Linked DNA regions of Danio rerio: region 1 is linked to region 2. Evidence: chromatin contacts called from public Hi-C data. All regions are on one chromosome and are shown on one strand. Each heading gives the region's core, a stretch centred on a gene start, on an enhancer-like site or on the middle of the called end of the contact. The rest is flanking DNA. Distances are from core to core; before and after follow the strand shown.

Evidence for each region. A called contact is a pair of places that touch in the nucleus more often than the background predicts.
Region 1: a contact with region 2 is called in a Hi-C map of fibroblasts, with 7 times the contacts expected there. The contact joins the promoter of mrps14 here to the enhancer-like site in region 2. A contact is called at or near these places in 4 of 18 Hi-C or Micro-C datasets (caudal fin, fibroblasts, hematopoietic stem cells and 1 more) and 1 of 4 datasets of contacts at active chromatin or transcription factors (caudal fin).

The regions. Positions count from the first base shown.
Region 1 is chr2:38,565,084-38,569,434 of GRCz12tu, reverse strand. It overlaps mrps14 (mitochondrial ribosomal protein S14), which reads right to left and starts at 2,326. Exons shown (of 3, transcript NM_001045358.1): 1 at 2,245-2,326; 2 at 262-426; 3 at 1-45. The coding sequence starts at 2,313.
Region 2 is chr2:38,497,450-38,501,511 of GRCz12tu, reverse strand. tnn (tenascin N) reads left to right here. Exons shown (of 15, transcript NM_131036.2): 8 at 1,224-1,487. Among named protein-coding and RNA genes, the nearest start is that of kiaa0040, 35 kb to the right of the region's middle. Within about 2 kb of position 1,406, at least 2 of the 62 cell types and tissues checked have an H3K27ac peak or open chromatin away from gene starts, as enhancers often do.

The DNA of each region.
Region 1 (4,351 bases), core at 1,077-3,576, 67 kb before region 2:
ACAACTGTCTCGAGGAAGAGCAGCGATTTCTTTATCTGCTATTTCCTAAGAGCAAAAACATAACAAACATGGACAGCATTATTATTATTATTATTATTTTAAATACACTTCATTCTTCTGTTAACGATAATGACTCTATAAATAGGTTTCAATTACTGCAAAATAAAAACGTGTTCATGTTATTTGAAAGCTGTACATGAAAAACAATAATGATGAACCATAAATCTCCACTGAACTGAAATTGCAAGACTCTGAATGTACCTGTAGCTCTTTTGGCAAAATAGTATTCTTCCTAATGGCATTGATGCGCAGTCGTGTATCTGCATATTCGAAAGCCATCTGTCGTCTTTTCACATCCCTCAACATCCTCCAGTCGACATAGTAGCTCCTGACCTGCTCCATCACTGCAACTGGACTTCTGCAGGCCTGAAGGACATCAGATATTTTATATTTATAGACAGATTTTTGAAATACAAATTGTCAAAAGATTATAATTGCTGTACATAATACTTAAGGTGGTATATTTAATGTTCACATGCATAAATTAACTTCACAAGGTAGATAACAAAAGTTAATAACATGTATACAAATCCCCATAGTAAAATTACATTAGTTAATACTTCTAGAATGTAGCAATTCAGTCTTTACATATGCAGTTTTAATATTTTATTATTACACAAATAGTATACTATTATACAAAATATTGTAAACACACACACACACACAACAACAAATTATACACATTTTAAAAATTGTAAATATGTTAGAGCTCCACAATATATTGTTTCAGCATCAATATCGCAATGTGATTATTCACAATAGTCAATGTTGAGTGAGTCTATATATAATAATTTTCATGTGTTTTTGAGGCCTGTGATTGTATGACTATGAAAGGATTCATGGCTAAGAATCTGTACTGTTTATAACGTAATAATGATTACTTGTATTGAATTATTTTTATATTTATTGTTCAATTACTGTACCCAGGGTTTCTACAGGTTTCATCAAGTCAAATTTAAGACTTTTTAAGACCTTTTAAAGACTATTTTAAGACCATAATAAATGAAATTTCAGACTTACACAAGGCTAAAAGCTAAAGATTTTTTAAATGGTCAAGGTAAAACCTTAAAAAAGCATTAAAAACAAATGTTACTGAAAGGAAGATAATTAATCCATATTAAGAAGTAAATAGAGTTAATAAACAAACGTTTCTTAAAACTTTTATTGAAGTATATTAAGGATTGGATGGATGTTGACACAATTGGGTATAGCTGTACATAACAAAAATATTAAGACCATTTTAAAATGATTTAAGTCCTACAACACAATATTTCAGGGCATTTGAGAATTTTTAAGGCCTAAAATTTGGTTTTTGAAATGTAAGACATTTTAAGACCTCGCAGAAACATTGTATGCCTGTTGCCTGAAGACTGTTAGACTCTGAAAATGCTAAAACATTGTTTATGTCAATTGTATCTTGTATTTTTTAGTTGCATTGATCTTTGCTTGTAGGTTGTTAATTATATTTTAGTCAGATGCACTTCTCATCTCAACCGATCTAAAATGACTAATCCTTTCCAAATAGAGAAATTCAAGTCATCTGCTGAAAATCGTATCGCGATATATATTGCAGAATAACAAAAATTGCAATGACAGATTTTTCCAATATTGTACAGCTCTACAAATTGTCCATCTTTTTGTTTACATATACTCTATGTAAGTATAAATACTATAGTAACATATAGTAAACACTATGTTTTAAACACTACCAGGAAAGTATGTGAACTAATGCATGGTGGTAATTCTATAGATGCTGTGATAATACAACTAACACAAGATAAAACAACTGTATTAAAATTTCTACAACTAGGTATATCATACTACAATACCACAGTTCACCATAATAAAAGTATATTACAGAATTTATTACAGACTTACATATTTGTATTGGTTAGACATAAAATTAATACATTAAACTGTTCTCAATATTTAACAGGGTTTATATACATGTTTAGTTTCATGTAATGTGTAAACAACTATAACATTTCAATACAAGTATTTATGGGTAGCCCTTACAAAACGACAACTAAATTAAAACAAATTACATGACGTACAAATGTCACCAGAATGATTCGGTTAGACATGTATGCCTCCTAACCATATCGCATTCTAAACCACAATATAATTGAAACACAAATACCACGTGTCTAAATTTACAAATGTGCATCTTCAAAGATTACTTACTTGTCTACTGAATGACAAGGACGAGTGCAGAAAGCCCATGCCCGTGTTGAGGAGCTTCCACGCCGCCATGTTGATCTGCACTGGCAGTGGCAGATTGTAGGGTTAGGACTGAAAAGAGTTTATCATTACTGCCATCTGCTGGTTATATCAACGTTCATCCAAGCATTTGTCAACGATGATAAACAGTGCTAAACTAGTTGAAAATATTGAGACTTTGTCGTTATATATCATGTCAATCACATTTTTTTTTGTCATGATGAATAACATTTAAACTGTGATTATTGTCCAGGAAACTGTAGCTCCGTATCTAGAATCTTCTGGACCAGGGGTGCCCAAACTCGGTCCTGGATGGTCCTGCAAAGTTTAGTTCCAAATAGTTTACACATCTGGGCTAGCTAATCAAGCTCTTACTAGGCATTCTAGAAACACCCTTGCAGATGTGTTGAGGCGAGCTAAACTCTTCCCTTCAGAAACGAGTTTGGACACCCTTGTTCTAGACCAATCCATAAGCATAGCACTGAGCAAAAACAGATTCACGAGAAAAAAGATTCATAAATTATTCAGAGAGCATGAAAATTAAGAAAGTTAATAATGATTAAAAAAGTTAATGTTAATAAATTATGTAATTGCGGAACACAACCACACGATGGCAGAATTGACCTTTACTCAACTATACTTTAATAAATTAAAAATCCTGAAACTACTTTTATTTCTTTACACGCCTATTTCACTGGACCATAATGGGCTACAACAATGGGTAGGATTGTTTTTATGAACATAATAAAAAAGAGCTTGGCAAAACTAACTTTAAAACTAAAACTAACCTTTTTACAATATGTTAATATAGGCCTAACCATACCTGCAGGTTGTAAATACTCTTTTTTCCCGAGAGTAAAACAATAATAATACAATGTAAATTAACATTTGATCTTCAGTCATTTTATCTAATAATAATAATAAAAAAAACTAAAATAGCAGGTCATTTGCAGAAAACGTCCTCTTATGCACTCAAAAATTATTTCTGCTGCGTTTTCAAACTACCTGTTTTAAATGAGCTGAAATTACATAATTCTAGTAATTTCTTTGGCTAATTTCTTTGTTTTATGTTCAGTCCAGTTACATTTGTGAACCATTAAGTTGATTTTAGCGTTTTGTGTTGGAACAACATGAAGAAATTGTATTGGTCCAACTACCTGGTTAGGGGATTTGTAGTTCTTTGCGTGGGATTGAATTAATAGAAACAAATTTTAATAATAAAAATAATCTTAGGTGTTTAAAGTTTATAGACAAAATTGTTATAATCTACACTTCACCTTAGTTTGAAGATTTAGAATATTTTCACCTTTCATCTAATTTTGAGATTAGCACCTTGCAGAAGCACCCCATATTAACAAAAATCAGGTTGTTGCTTTGCTCAGTGAGCAATAACTGTCCTAAAATTAGATCTGAGGTCAGTCTCAATCAATTGTATATGTAACTCATGAAATATCATTAAAATGGCTCTTTTAGCTTATTTGGGATAACTTCAGGTAAAACTTGACATACTGTATATTATACATACATGATGGAATCAGACTTACCATATATCATATATCATAAATATACAAATGTATTTAAACTTTTATTTAAAAAATCATATTGGACCAACTCTGATGCATTTAATTGTGTAAATAGTTTTTTTATTTGGTCTTTAACAAAATTAAGTTAATCCAATAAGTTATTTTGTGGTTATACCAGCCATGCACCATTTAAATTAATTATTTTCTGATATGAATCTTGTGATATGAATAAAATGTTTGATTTTTTTAAATATTTTTGTAATTAAAGTGGCTGAGGAAGTCAAAACAACCTTCATTTACTGTAATAAAAAATAATGTCTATTATTTCTACCTATAATATGGGTTTTAGGATAGATATACATGATGTATACATGTTCATATAATGTCAACATCTGGAAAATGTGGAAAATGATCTACAACTTTGTGAGGTTGTCTGCATCCTGCACCTGCACTGTGTTCATAGCAGTTCAATACAAGAGAAACAAGCTGCCTTACAGACAATTTTCTGATTGTAATGCAGACTGGCTGCACACACAAGAAATCATGTT
Region 2 (4,062 bases), core at 157-2,656:
CTAAATTTGAAAACGATCCTTAGATCAAAAGAGTTTTTCCTTAAAACAAGCAAAATTATCATCTGCCAATAGGGTAAGGTAAAGTAATCTTGTTTTTACTTTGAAATGTGGTTATTTAGAATCACAAGATATAAATTATAAATTCTTTAGTATACCTTCAAACATCATACATTTTTGTGTACAAATATTTTAAACTCTCTTGAAATGCGAAGTCCCAGGGCTTAAAATGTCCCTCTATTATTGTTAAACTTAGCAGTGACTCTATCAATCACATTTTCTGAGGCTCCTGGTCAACTATAATTCAGACTCAACATTGCATGTCTTGTGATGTGACTATTGAGGATGTGCACATTGCGATATCGATGCCAAAATTGATATATTGTGCAGCTCTAAATATTAGTAAAAAATGTATTATTATTATTAAAACTATTTTAGAGTATGTTGCATTTAAAAGGAGCTTTGTCTTCACTTTTAGTGCTTAAATCTTTAATTTAAATGCAAATCAAATATCTGGTAAACTCTCAGTATATGACTGTAGTTGTCATTGCTTTGTTGCTACTTATTCAAGTGCAAAAGACAGCATACATATTATGAATATTTTGTATTCACACAGCATGCACAGTGCTCTCACATATGACAGAAAGCATGATTCCACCTGGCCACATTTGTGTTGATTTAGTTCAATCGGCATTAACAAATTCTTATTTGCTTTTATACATCCCTTTTTAAATATTTACACGCATTTATTTTTAAAAACGTGTAAAGGATTCTTTTATATAGCGTGCAGTGCAGTGTTGTCCTCGGTCTCTGTGCTGTAGTGATGAATTGTGGTGTTCTAACAAAACCTGCTGGCTCCATTAATCAAGCCTAACGCTAATTTGAGAAAATTGAACTTTTCATAAGTACCGAGTGTTTTCAGATTTACATAATTAAACTCGTTAATTTCCACTCAACTTTTTTTAGAAGCACCCAACATCAGATAAGATAAAAATCTTTACTGATCCAAGAGGGAAATTAAATCAAACTGTGAAGGGAAATAATAGTGTTTGCTATCTGCATCTTGGATTTATAGCTCATTAAATCAGCATGAAAAGGATAAATTGTCTATCTTCATGGTTCAATGATGCATTGCCTCACATGGTCATGCATCGTCTCCAGTACAGCTTTGTGTATATCTGCATGCAACGCTGTGCATTAACACTGTTGTGCAACTGGCTTTTTAGACATAGATGCTCCTACTAACCTCATGACCAGGGAAGTGACAGAGGACTCAGCTTCGGTGACGTGGAACAAGGTGCAGGCTGACATTGATGGCTACATGCTGAAATACAGCTCTCTAGACGGCTCCGGCCAGGAGGTTCGAGTAGGAGCTGACAGCACCTCCTACAGGTTCACGGGTCTCAAGCCTGGTGTTCTCTACACAGTCTATGTGTGGGCCATCAAAGGCGCTCGCTCTAGCAAAAAGAGTTCAACAGAAGCGGAAACAGGTTTTTGATTAGTATCTTCCCAGTCAGCTCATGCAAACTTAAACAGTTCTATGTTTTGAACAGTTTATCTCTGTTTACAGAAATAAGGCTTTTACTATACTGTATATAGACTTGAATTGTTTATAAATTAAGGTCCAGAGGCATGTTGCATAAAACATGTTGAACAAACTCAACACTCAATGTAAAGTGTTTAACCTAGAGTTTGTAGTTAACTCTGGAGGGCATGCACATGAAAGTGTGACACATGCAGCAAACAGCCAATCACACGACACATGAGAGAGTCAGTTTGATTTAGATCTCCCAAGAGAGTCAACAATTCACTTCTCTGTAGAAAATTAAGATATGTCATTAACAGTAATATAATGAATTTAAACACATACACAAGGTAAAAATATACACTGTTGATGCAGTGAAAGAATATATTATCATATCAATACAAGTTAATTATTTCATTTGTTTAAAAAATATAAGTGTTTGTTGAAATATATAAGATCACAAACAACTTAAAAGTCAGACATTTTAAGACCTTTCCATTTTAAAGCAAATGCATATGTTAAAATTTGAAATGCGAATGTTAATTTAAAGGCATTAACAATAAGAAAAGACAATTCGAATGTATTTGAATATGTAATATATTAAGTATAAGTAATTTAATATAAACATATTATTATTAGCAATAACAAAAAATAATTTGGACTAAAAATGATTTTAGTGATAGACAATAGTGAAAAAGACGTACAAGAACTAAGAGTAGCTTTATTGACATATACAATATATGTTATTGCTATGGAGACGTTCATAACTCTGGTTAACCGTGTAGCACAAGTTTTGCTGGCTACGAAACCTAATCAAAACTAACCAACTTTCTTGAGCCTGAAAACATACATTTCGTCAAATTAAATGCAAACTTATGCTTTTCAGGCTGAATGATTTTAGCCCTTATTTTGACTAGCCGACAGGTTTTGAGAAATCGCAGAAAAATGCCTGAAATCATACGTAAATCGGTGCTCGTTCATGAGAGTAACAATCACACAATGTAAACTTTTAAAGATGCGATATGACAGAATTGCTGATGAGTCGCTGACACCCATAAGATATTTGGCATGCTAAATATCTGGACCTCGCGAATCAATATTATGTTGTGAGAAATGTTTTCTGGTTGAAAATAACATCTGCGAGTACCTACAGTAAATGAGAGAGCAGCATCCACTAGTGTGGGTATCTGCAGGTCAGCGGGAGGATGGGGAAAAGTTAAAAGGGTTCTTAATAATCTATTTGAACCCAAAAAATGGAGGAAAAACTAGTGTAAATTTGGCAGGAGCACCGTGTCTGTTTGACGTATGTCATCTGAGCAAAAACACAACCGGTTTAAGAGAAATATGTAATTCCCTTCAATAGTCATGTGAGCAAAATAAGTACATTTTTTACCCTACTAAAGGCTTCATCCTCATTATGTAGTTAATAACAAAAGATATATTACGTGACCACCATGTCACTTCTTGCGTGTGTTTGGATGTGAGATGTAATTTGCGGACCGAGACAGAAAATTGTCTGTGATTCTTCCTATTCTAAAGTCATGCAGTGTGAAACCCCATCTCCGATCCATCTTGCGGTGTAAACAAAGCAGCAAACGCTACCCTCGATAGTCATGCAGTGTGAAAACATGTGTGACAGGACTACTAGAAAATCGTGCAGTCTGAACTTGGCAATACCTGGGTAAAAACTCAAACTGGCTTTGTGCAACAAGCCTTACTATTTTGATTCACTAAACTGGACAAATTGGCAAGAACACAATTTCAAAGCAGCACAGATGCATGTGGAAATTTCTGCAAATGATTTACAGACAATGCAGAAATTAAGGAAGAAAGACGCAACATTTCGACCATTTTAACCAATCCAATAAGCGATGCGAAAATCACTGTAGCCTAAAAGCTGGGTGTGTTTAGTAAATATAAACTGTACTGTATTAACGCCAAAAAGACATTTTTCACTAGTGCAAGCTGTTAGTAAACCTGGCCTCAAGTGGCCTGTTAATGATCTGATGTGCTGAATTTGACTCTTCTTAAACTGCTCTCTCTAAATTTCATAGATTATTCTGTGCTCATACATAAAGCCTTATAAACTGTCAGACTGTCCAGATAAACTGTCCAATTGTGCATGGCTTTTATGTCAAAATGTGCATTAAAAGTGATGCATGTCCTTTTTTCTCATATCCACTTCAGAATTGAATTTGTTATTATTATTGAATAATAACAAATTATTATTATCATGTTCTTATTATCGAATATGTACATATTACGTTTAATTTGTAACTATTAAGGCGATGTAATGGCGCTGTAGGTAGTGCTGTCGCCTCACAGCAAGAAGGTTGCTGGTTCGAGCCTCGGCTGGCTCAGTTGGCGTTTCTGTGTGGAGTTTGCATGTTCTCCCAGTGTTCACGTGGGTTTCCTCCGGGTGCTCTGGATTTCCCCACAGTCCAAAGACATGCTGTACAGGTGAATTGGGTAAGCTAAATTGTAGTGTATGAGTGTGAATACGTGTGTATGGATGTTTCCCAGAGATGGGCTGCAGCTGG